Linked DNA regions of Danio rerio: regions 2 and 3 are each linked to region 1. Evidence: chromatin contacts called from public Hi-C data. All regions are on one chromosome and are shown on one strand. The core of a region is the stretch at or near the end of the contact, and the rest is flanking DNA. Distances in the headings are between cores, read along the strand shown. Region 1 overlaps rapgef2b (Rap guanine nucleotide exchange factor 2b). Region 2 holds the start of rapgef2b (Rap guanine nucleotide exchange factor 2b). Region 3 overlaps rapgef2b (Rap guanine nucleotide exchange factor 2b).

Region 1 (3,622 bases), core at 780-3,279:
ATCCCACGGTTAAGCCTCCTTTTTACTGCACACGACAAGCGACAGACCGGAAGTCATTCATTTCCAATGGAGAGTCGTCTGGGAGCTGCGTGGAGTTCCGATCATCTCCGTATGCGGAAAATTCATTGAAATATTTGAACTCCTGCAACTAGACTGTATGCGAGTGGCCTACCGGATGTGATGTATTTCAGTGTTGTCCAATCAGGTCTGTGTGTGCGAGATGAGAAATAGAATTTTTTTTCATTATTTTTTTTTTATCAGAAAAAAAAAATCTACATTAAAAACATTTCTATTTATTAATGAGTAATAAAAAAATATATATATTTTTAATGCTGTCTCCACATTCACTCCAACATTTTTAGCGGTCTATGAGTTTCTAGTATTCATTCATTCAACTATGGTGAACTCATGGAGAATAAAAGCTCTTGCTTTTGCGCTCCTTTATTTTGGACAATGTGAGAACAGCTTCTCTCCCATGGTGCACGACAAAACAGAAAATTCTGTGCGACTGCCACAAGAGGGCGTATTCCGACAGTTGTGTCCAAATGTCGTGTGCAGTGGAAAGGCGGCTTTAGGATCACGTTCTGGTTTTTTAGTCTGGATTGGACCATTTTGTGGATCAGTCAAAGAAGACAAATGTCATTTGGTTTGCATTTATTATAAAAAAACAGCACCGCGAGACACTTTTGTGTAATACTCAGTACTGTGAAAAAATTACTGTTACTATTCCTGTTGCTGATATTACTAAATGTAGAAATCTAACATAACTTGTACAATCTATATTTATTTTTAGTCTTATTTTCAATAAATGATTCAGTGATTCACTTAAAGCATCATGTTTCATTGCTAAATGATCATTTTTGAAGAATTATTCAGTGGCATGTTTATGATGGCTGGTTGTCGCCACCTATTGGTTAAATAATATAGTTGCTGTCAACAACAACTTTCATTTTTGAGCATAGTTAAATGCATATGATTGTGATTTTAATCTTTACCCTAAACATCAGTGGATTTACCTAAACTATAAATTGTTATCCTAGTACTTCTGTGTTTGTAACTCAAAAGACTAAAGACTGAATCTCTTTCTTAATTTTTGTCTATTTCAAACACAGATTTGAATGCAGCCATTCAAAAGAATAATAAACATATGCAAATCACTTTTATTTATCATTTATGTTGCGTGGGTGTTGAGATCCTGAACCTTGAATAACCTCAGACACCCACCACATCCCAAATAACCCACCACAACTTCTTCCGTCATCATTATATTTTACAGGAAAGCCTAAATGCTTTGACATGTGATTTGAATGACGTGGTTGGTGATCTCTCTGCGAACATTACAAATTTTTGATTAATCCACAAGAGCCGTAAGAATAAAATGTGGGTAAACCGTGGATTGTAATCAATACGAATCACAGATCAATAGTGATCCGTTACACCCTTACTTAAAAGTTATATACTGAAATTTTTAAATGACTAGCTCACTTCCAGAATGAAAATTCCCTAGTAATTTGCTCACTCCCTTGTCCTCCGTGTAAACATTTGACAGCAGTACTGTCCACCATACTTACACCTTAGGCTTTTCTGGTTTTGACTGCTATGTAATAACACACACATTTAGTAAAGCTGCTTTGGAACAATTATTATTGTGAAAAGCGCAATACAAATAAACTTGACTTGAATTTGGATATTTGTATTAAAGTTTACCTTAAAAGTTTTGATGTCACATCCCTGAGATGTAAAGCTATACTAACCCGATCATATCAGCGCGGATTACATGTATTGGCGGGTTTGCATATAGCCCAATACAACAGGTCATGTCAAACAGCCGGTTTAGCTGAATAGCGGTGTGCATGTAAACGTGCTCAGTGCGTGTGCGGGTGGAACTGGAGTTTATGATGTTTTACCTTCCTGTCGGGGTGGTGTATGTAACTCATGGCCTGGGGGGAACTGCTGTGTGTGGACCTCTCCTCCTCTGAGCTCTGAGTTTGGGAGACAAGCACTCACCCTCCTCCTCCACCTCCACTGCCTCGTCCTCCTCTCGGCCCCGGGGGTCCGGTTTCCCTGCGGCTGGGGGCTGCTGGGAGTCGAGGGAGTGTGTGACGAGGCGCGAGCGCTGCAGGGCGGTGGTGTAGTCTGGTGGTTTCCTGCCCGAATGTGGCGTTCCCTCGGTCACATCTGTGATGGTCAGCGCGGTGTAACCCGGCGGCGTTGGTGGAGGGTCCCGATAGCGGCCGTCCTTCCGTGCTGGAGGGAGGAGATGGACACCACAGCTCTGTTTAATATCCCAAATGCTTCTCGGAAATGCCGGCGGATGCATGCACTAGATCAGTGTGAGTTGGATGGCTTGTTGTGCCGTTTCATCTTGTTGTGGAATAATGGGGTATACGCACAGCTAGTGTTTTTTTCCCCCTACCGAAACACTTCCGCTGAAAGGATAATGTGGCTATTTTTGCTATATTACATACGGTTTCTTTTACAGTATTGATGTTGTATTGTAAATAAAATACAATCCGCTAAATAGACTTAAGCATTCGTTAGGTTGTTTAAGCCATTTAAACATAGTTGAAACCAGAAGTTTACATACATTCGAGAGAATTTATTTTTAGAGAATTTATTATTAATTTCTAGACAGTCAAAAGTTTACACACATTTCCCTGGTGTTTTATTTAGCTTTGCTTTTAAACTGTATAACTTTGGTCAAATGTTTTGAGTATCCTTCCACAAGTTTCTCACAATAGTTTGAAGGAATTTTGGCCCATTCCTCCTGACAGAATTGGTGTAACTGAGTCAGATTTGTTGGCTGTCTTGCTCGCACAAGCTTTTTCAACTCTGCCCACAAAATTTTAATAGGATTGAGATCAGGGCTTTGTGATGGCCACTCTAAAACATTCACTCTGTTGTCCTTAAAGCACATTTTAACTAATTTGGCAGTATGCTTAGAGTCATGGTCTGTTTGGAAGACCCATATGTGGCCAAGTTTTAATTTCCTGGCTGATGACTTGAGATGTTGCTTCTGTATTTCTACATAATGTTCTTTCTTCATGATGCCATCTATGCTGTGAAGTGGACCAGTCCCTTCTGCAGCAAAACAGCCCCACAACATGATGCTGCCGCCCCCATACTTCACAGTTGGGATGGTGATCCTAGGCCTGTAAGCTTTCCCTTTTGTCCTCCAAATGTAACACTGGTCATTATAGCCAAACAGTTCAATCTTAGCTCCATCAGACCAGAGGACATGTCTCCAAAAACTATTATTTTCCCAGTGTAATTTAGCAAATTGTCACCTGACTTTTTTGTTGATTCTGGCTTGTTGATAACTCCATGTTGTCACACAAGGAAGCAGTGTGTTTGAGGTTTTCCTTAAATACTGTTCTACAGTTGTGCCTCCAATTAACTCAAATGTTGTCAATTAACCAATCAGAAACTTTCAAAATCTTGACAGCATCATTTGAGCTTTTTCAGAGGCAGAATAATCTTAGCATGTGTAAACTTGACTTTCAAGAAAAGTTATAACTATTTCTCAAAACATATCTCTCTCATTATTCTGCTATTAAGTAGAACCACATTTGATAATCCTAACTTACCTAAAAGAGAAAAAGTTTAGTCACATTAAGATCTG
Region 2 (3,622 bases), core at 691-3,190, 250 kb after region 1:
GTTTTCAGGTAAATTAATTGAAGAATTAAATGTAAAATAACAATAAATAGGTCTTCATCATTTAAATTACAAAAAAATAATCTTTATTAGTTACAAACCGTACAATTTCTTGTGCCTGAATGCTTTAAACGATCTTAAAAACCCTCACACAGTTTCAGGAATGAATAAAGATGCACACAAATGACAAACTTTCAACATATTATGGTTAAATTCTGCAGTGGCTCTACAAATCTCTTCTGGTCAATTATAATCCCAACTCAACATTGCATATTCTCCGATGTGACTATTGTGAACATACACATTGTGATATCAATGCTGAATCAATATATTCTGCAGCCCTATCTCCAACTGCATTGATTTTAATAGCTGAATGAATAAATCCCCAAATTATTCACAGAAATGCTTCACTCTGCTCATTTGAGAAGTAACTGAATTGATTATTATAACTAAAATATAACTTAAATTATTACATTTGGTTTTAAAACCAGCGCAATCTGCATCAGTTCATTCAGAATCGCTCACTTAAACGATTCATTCAAACTCCGACTCGTTCACACACAATAAACAATGATTCTATTATATGAGAATGACCTCAAATGCACTTTAAACATAGACCCTATTCGGTTATTTAAGGTAAAAAGCACACAATCTGGATCAAAATGACCGTAAGCTGATATAAAACAGGAGGTAAAATCTAATTATCCAGATGTACAATAGAAGAATCATTTGTCTTCCTTTATGTCTGACAAAGCAGCCTGTCACTTTAAGAAAGCGACTCACTAGGATCGAATCGTTATCTTAGTTTCTCCAAATGATCCCAAACTAACATAAATAACACAAACTAAAATGCAAATTCATCTCGACTTTTACATATATCAATATCCTCACAGCAAAGTAATAATAAGATAATGTTCCTCTCTCGCCGACTGAGCCCACCAAAGGGTGGAGACTATAACGTTACAGCAAATGTCATAGCAACGTCTTCCAAATCATAGGCTAACCGCACAAAAATGCTGTGCTAAACATATAAACCTTCCTATATTCAACATTTAAGTCATGTTAAACTATTTCCCATGAAAACAAAGCGTGTTTAGTTGTGAACGATGCTAAGTTTACATTCATGTTGATGTTAATAGACTCCAAAAACATTGAAGATAACATTAACGCGAATATCTTATAAGCTTATTAGGACAATTGAATTCAGATACGCGTGTAAAGTAGCATAACTACAGCACTGTCAACACTATAAGGGTACATTAATTTCCTCCACATGACACACAGCAGAAACCCAGCGTATACTGTAACAGTTAACAGCCACATAATAAATGATTTAAAGACTGACCTGTTGCGTCCTGTCTGACGGATTCACCATCACCGCCTGCCGAAAACTGTTATCCACATAGGACGCCATGCTCCTGGATAATCCACAGCCGATCTCTCACGCAAGTGGTTTGTTTATGAAGGGGGCACAAACCCAGTTTTTATTTCTCGGAAGCTGCAGAGAGAGCTTGTCTTGTCCCCAGGCCACAGCCTGAGCCAGGAGCTTTCTTAATGTCCCTCGACCCGATCCCACAGGCACCAGACCGGCTGCTTTTTCCTCTTCCAGCCGCTGGAGCTTCTCCAACCGGACGCTGAGAGGAGATTTTTAAGCAGTGAGTTTTAGCTCTGTTTTACGCAGACGAGTGCATTTCTCAGCATTCCGTTTGTCCCCTGTTCGCTATTCCATCTTCAGTTTTCCATCCTAAAACAATGTCCATTGCACGCGCTTTGGCGAGTGTCCATTTTAAGTGATTTCCAAAGCAGCGGAGAGTGAAAAGCAGCATTTATACTGAGTGTTTCAGTGTCTAGAAGCGACGGATGGTCTGCTGTCTGTCTGGGCTTGCTGTTGTAAAAGCCGCCGCCACCACCATGGTGACCGACCGAGCGCCTCAAGAGGTTCATGGGCGAGTCCATTCAGCACAATGCTTGTAATGCGCCCTCAGTGCGCTTTACTCACAACACGTGGAGTTTTGGCGACATCCGCTGGACGATGGTGGAATTGCAGCTTTGAAGAAAAGGTTATACTGTATTATTGCTCAATGGTTAGCTCTGTCGCCTGACAGCAAGAATGACGCTGGTTCAAGTCCCAGTTGGCATTTCTGTGTGGAGTTAGCATGTTCTCGCTGTGCTGGTGTGGGTTTCCTTCGGGAGCTCCGGTTTCAGTTCAAAGACATGCGCTATAGGTGAATTGAATAAACTAAATTGGCCAAATTGTATGGGTATGAATGAGTGTGTATGGATGTTTCCCAGTGATGGGTTGCAGCTGGAAGGTGTTTACACACTGTGTAAAACATATGCCGAATAAGGTGGTACATTCTGCTCTGGCCACCCTTGATGAATAAATTGACTAAGCCCAAGGAAAATGAATGAATGTTGCTTTTACAGTCGTCCTGAATAAAGATCATTATTATTGTTATGTCTCAGAACGGTTAAACCAGTCCTGTTTAAAACTCAATGTAAACAAAACAGTTGCAATGTACCTTTCTAAAACAAACATAGCAAATAATCTAACAGATGTCGACGTGGCTGGGGACAAAATATATCAGGGCTCAACAATAAGGACTGCCCGATGGCCCGGGGCCAGCTTGAGAGACACTCAGGACAGTAGACAAGATCATTAATCAGGGGCTGCCACAGTGGAATGAACCACCAATTTATCCAGCATATGTTTTACACAGCCGTTCTAACTGCAACCCAGTACGGGGAAACACCATACATACTCATTCACACATACACTATGGCAAATTTAGTTTATTCAATTCCCCTATAGCGCATCTCTTTGGACTGTGGGGGAAACCCACGCCAACACAGGGAAAACATGCAAACTCCACACAGAAATGCCAGCTGAACCAGCTGGGACTCGAACCAGTGACTTCTTGCTGTGAGGCGACAGTGCTAACCACTGAGCCACCGTGTCGCCCCATGTGTAAACATATCATTTTTAATTTTGCAATCTTGCATCTCCAAACACACACAAACCAGGGACTGGTGATGGACAGTTTGAAATTTGTGTGTTTTTTCAACATAAGTTCTTTGATATAATGGATGTATGTAGGCTATGTGTTTCTATGTTTGTTTTTTTATTTGTTTCACCATGCCAATAGTAATTTAATTATATATTGGTGTAAGATTTATAACTATGCTTCATTTAATGCATGTTTTAAATTATGCACTGAATAAACAGCGTGGACTGATTTCAGCGGTGCTTATACCTTTTAATAAATAATCCATAAGCCTATAAATGTAATGCATCCCAACTAAACACTGATTCCATGGAGACAAAACACTCATGGCGGTTCATGAGAGAGAGAGAGAGAGAGAGAGAGAGAGAAGGAGAGAGAGAGAGAGAGAGAGAGAGAGAGAGAGAGAGAGAGAGAGATGACCTCCTGCCCAGAGCTTGTATTACAGTCCACTGAGATGCATAAGGACATCTCAACTCTTTTAAACATAGAAATGAGTGTGATGAAGAGGGTTAAACTGGATAGCACATCTTCTGAAGCGGACAGAGAAACTGGACAGAGAATCCTCTTCACAGGTGAGTCTTTCTGAACATAAACACCAAGTAATTTTGTGTAGAAAAGAC
Region 3 (3,622 bases), core at 743-3,242, 180 kb after region 1:
TCACATGGACTAATGACAGTGAATCTAAATGTTGACCTTCATCTTTTAGCTTCACAAGGGGGTTAAGGGACCAAAAAAAATGACTGAATGGTGTTTTGTCTCCACCTGCTGTTGCTAGTAGTGCACTGCATGAATTACTGTCAATAAAGAAACAATAAAACTAAAAATCAAAAACTGAATCAATTAAATTACATAAACACTTTTTAATCTGTTATTAATCATTTTTATTCATTGCTGTAGCTTTTTATTTTCTTGTTTCTTTTATTCCCATTTATGTAAAGCAATTTAAATTGCACTGTGTGTGAAATGTGCTATATAAATAAACCTGCCTTGCCTCATATTAAATCAGAGCAAGAACAACTGTAATTGATCAGATTTAGATCAAATAAAGTAAAACATTTTAGATGAACTGAATTCACACAAATGCAGCATAGTAGCTTCACTTTTGCCTCACAGCAAGAAGGTCGCTGGTTCAAGTCCCGGCTGGGTCAGTTGGCATTTCAGCGTGGAGTTTCCCCCTCGTATTGGCATGGATTTCAATTCGAAATTTCCCCCAGTTTCCCCCACAGACAAACACATGCGCTGTAGGTGAACTGAATTAACTAAATGGGCTGTAGTGTAAGAGACAGTGTGTTAATGTGTGTGTTGGTGTTTCCCAGTGCTGGGTTGCAGGTGGGGAGGGGGAGGGGGGTGGCATTCGCGGCGTAAAACATGTGCCAGAATAGTTGGTGGTTAATTCCAACCTGGCAACCTCTGAAATAAAGATCAAGCTAGAGGAAAATGAAATGAATATGATGTGTGTGTGCGTTTGTGTGGAAACTGGGGGAAAAGAGTAATTATTGAAAATTATCTTGTAAATTTTAATGAACGGCAACATGGAATAAATAACTGTGAAATTTTGAAATCAGCAGAAATCTGATAAAATGGTATTTTATATATTTTTTTTACAAAAATAATAAAAATATAAGGACATAACATTTTTAAATAAAAGTATTTCAATTAATCTATTAATTTAGCAATGTATTTTCACGGTAGTGCTTTTTATTTTTTATATAAAACAAATAAACCCAATGTTAAATATTAAGAAATAGTAGAATATCACAAAAATATTACTGGAAAACTGGTATTTAATACTGAGAATTAAGATGTGTGACATCCTAAAACAGGATAGATACTATAGGGCTGGGCGATATGGCAAAAATCTTAATAATTATTTTCCATATTGAATGATAACGATATATATTTTGATATAAGTTGTTAAAGCTTCCAGATTTAAAAGAGTACCCAAACAATGATTGAAGCCACAAAAATTAGAGGGTCCATTAAATGGCACAAGATTTTTGGTCGATAAATTTTAATTGGCTGAAAATTCGGTACATCTCTAATATCAACACACTTTTAGATTCCCATTGTTGCACGTTTCTGCAGTGTGATGGGCTCTAAGGTCAATTTAAAGTAACAAAAGTCCAGAGCTCATCATTGTAATTGACATATTGCGATTCATTGATCGAAGATACCATTGTAAAACACCTAATGTTTTTCTTCATCCACAATTTGAGCTTATTTATTTATATTTATATTTCAATGGATTTTAAATGAGATTAATGATGATTCTCTGGGTGGTTGCTAAGGTGTGATTGCTAAGAATAGAAACAACACATCATCTCTCAGTGAGAAAAATGGTTTGAGGCATCATTGTACAGCACAAATAAAATGTATAGTATAAGCTACATATTAAATGTACCACCTAACTGATTGTCTAAATCCATAACCTCCCAAAGCATGAGCAATAGTAGCAGTAATACTGCTTTAGCAAGCAAAAAAGCGAACAATGCGTCTGTGACAATGACAAAGAGGCAGTGGCGGAACTGCAGTTCCCAGATCCCCCACTAGATGATGTGAGAGTTCAGCGTTTCTCAGCTCAGCGCCACTGCTGGCTGGAATGAACATCTACCAGAGAAAAGGAAAAAAAACTGTGGCTTTTCTTCTCCCCCCGCAAATATTACTTCTAAATTCAACATGGAAAGAATGTGCAGAACCCCGTTTCTTCAGTCCCAGTGTCCCCATGAGGAGTTTCACTGCTTTAATAACTCTCTCTCTCTCTCTCTGTCTGTGTCTGCCAGAAGCTCATAATGAGAAGCTCCAAACACACAAGCCTTTCCAAACAATAAGCCATCAGACAAGAACATGTAACAGGGTTTCTGAAGTTTTCACAAAGTTAAATTTAAGACATTTTTAAGGCCACTATGAATTAAATTTTAGACTCATACAGGGCTAAACACTAACAAGTTTTTCGAATGGCGCAGATCGAAAAAAATTGTTTATTTGCCCTATCAAAAATGCATTATAATTTAATACATTTATTTTTACGATAATAATTTACATTTAATAATACAATAATATTTTAGTGATAAAAATAAATTTAATATTTAAGACATTTCTTAGCAAAATATTTTAAATATTGTGTCAAAACAAGCAAGCTCTAGTTGTAAACATGCGCTTCTTTCAGCATGAACTTTCTTCAAAATAAAAAATTGACAAATATTTTAAAAACTATAATAAACTAAATGTATACACAACAGTCTGTCCAGGTCAGTGTCATCGGCAGTAAATACAAGGGGAACCTTCAAACAAACATTACAATAAGGAAAACAATGAAACCATTATGGTGAATAGAGTTAAATTACATTTTTAAATAAAAAGATGAATTGTTGATGATTGTATGGGTGTTGGCTAGATTGGGTAGCTATAGATGAAAAATGAAAAATTAAGACCTGATTAAAAATGATTTAAGACCTACAAAACAAAATTTCAGTAAATTTAAGACTTTTTAAGGCCTAAAATTCTGTTTTTGAGATTTAAGAAATTTAAAGACCTTTTAAGACCCAGCAGATACCCTGTGTGAAGCTGTGTTTTAGTTCTGGTCAGTTATACACGTTATAAATCTCAATCATTTGCTGACATTTACTTCAAACACTGCATACATGATTGGACATCTTGCAAGTGAAGATGCTCTTCATTATTCATTAGGAAACTAATGCAGATTTGATGAACAGTTTATATTAGTAGGTTTTGTTTGGCATTTATTTGTGTATTTGTATAACCATTTTCATGTTTAATTTAGTTAAAGATGTTCTTTAAATGTTTATTTGTTTGTTTGTTTTTTTACTAAGCTTAGTAATGGTTTACTCACACTAGAGTTTCCTTGAACTATGCCAAAGCTCACTTTTATTTTAATTTAATATTATTCTTTTTTTGTATTTAATTTTTTATATTATTATTTCTATAAGGCTTGTTTGATATGCTTGTAAAATGTAAAAACGGTAAATAAATCATAAACAAACAAAAAAGTGACATTGCATGTTCAGTTTCAGGCTCAGGCGCGATTTGCACTCACACTACAAGCGTACCGTGCTAAAGCCCAACTGAACCACATTCTGGCACACCTCTTCTAACCAGGCATGGTTAAGATAGCCTAGTGTGAGTGCACCCTAAGTAAACTAAGCTATATTGGTGATTAGATTTTAATATGTGCACGTGCAGTATCAAAGGAATGTTCCACTGTTCATGGATGCCGTGGTTTTAAAAAGAAGCAATAATGTTAAAATCATAATGGTTATAG

Evidence for each region. A called contact is a pair of places that touch in the nucleus more often than the background predicts.
Region 2: a Hi-C map of an unstated tissue shows a contact between it and region 1, with 3 times the contacts expected there. The contact joins the promoter of rapgef2b here to the enhancer-like site in region 1. A contact is called at or near these places in 3 of 18 Hi-C or Micro-C datasets (caudal fin, embryo and an unstated tissue) and 1 of 4 datasets of contacts at active chromatin or transcription factors (embryo).
Region 3: a contact with region 1 is called in a Hi-C map of an unstated tissue, with 4 times the contacts expected there. The contact joins two enhancer-like sites. A contact is called at or near these places in 3 of 18 Hi-C or Micro-C datasets (caudal fin, embryo and an unstated tissue).

The regions. Positions count from the first base shown.
Region 1 is chr14:52,437,157-52,440,778 of GRCz12tu, forward strand. All of the region lies in intron 26 of rapgef2b (Rap guanine nucleotide exchange factor 2b), which reads right to left. Among named protein-coding and RNA genes, the nearest start is that of trnaq-cug, 200 kb to the right of the region's middle. Within about 2 kb of position 2,030, at least 3 of the 62 cell types and tissues checked have an H3K27ac peak or open chromatin away from gene starts, as enhancers often do.
Region 2 is chr14:52,682,908-52,686,529 of GRCz12tu, forward strand. rapgef2b (Rap guanine nucleotide exchange factor 2b) reads right to left here and starts at 1,941. Exons shown (of 27, transcript XM_073922281.1): 1 at 1,343-1,941. spmip2 (sperm microtubule inner protein 2) reads left to right here and starts at 1,359. Exons shown (of 4, transcript XM_009291291.5): 1 at 1,359-3,574. The coding sequence starts at 3,418.
Region 3 is chr14:52,619,284-52,622,905 of GRCz12tu, forward strand. The region is part of intron 1 of rapgef2b (Rap guanine nucleotide exchange factor 2b); the gene reads right to left. Among named protein-coding and RNA genes, the nearest start is that of trnaq-cug, 15 kb to the right of the region's middle. Within about 2 kb of position 1,993, at least 46 of the 62 cell types and tissues checked have an H3K27ac peak or open chromatin away from gene starts, as enhancers often do.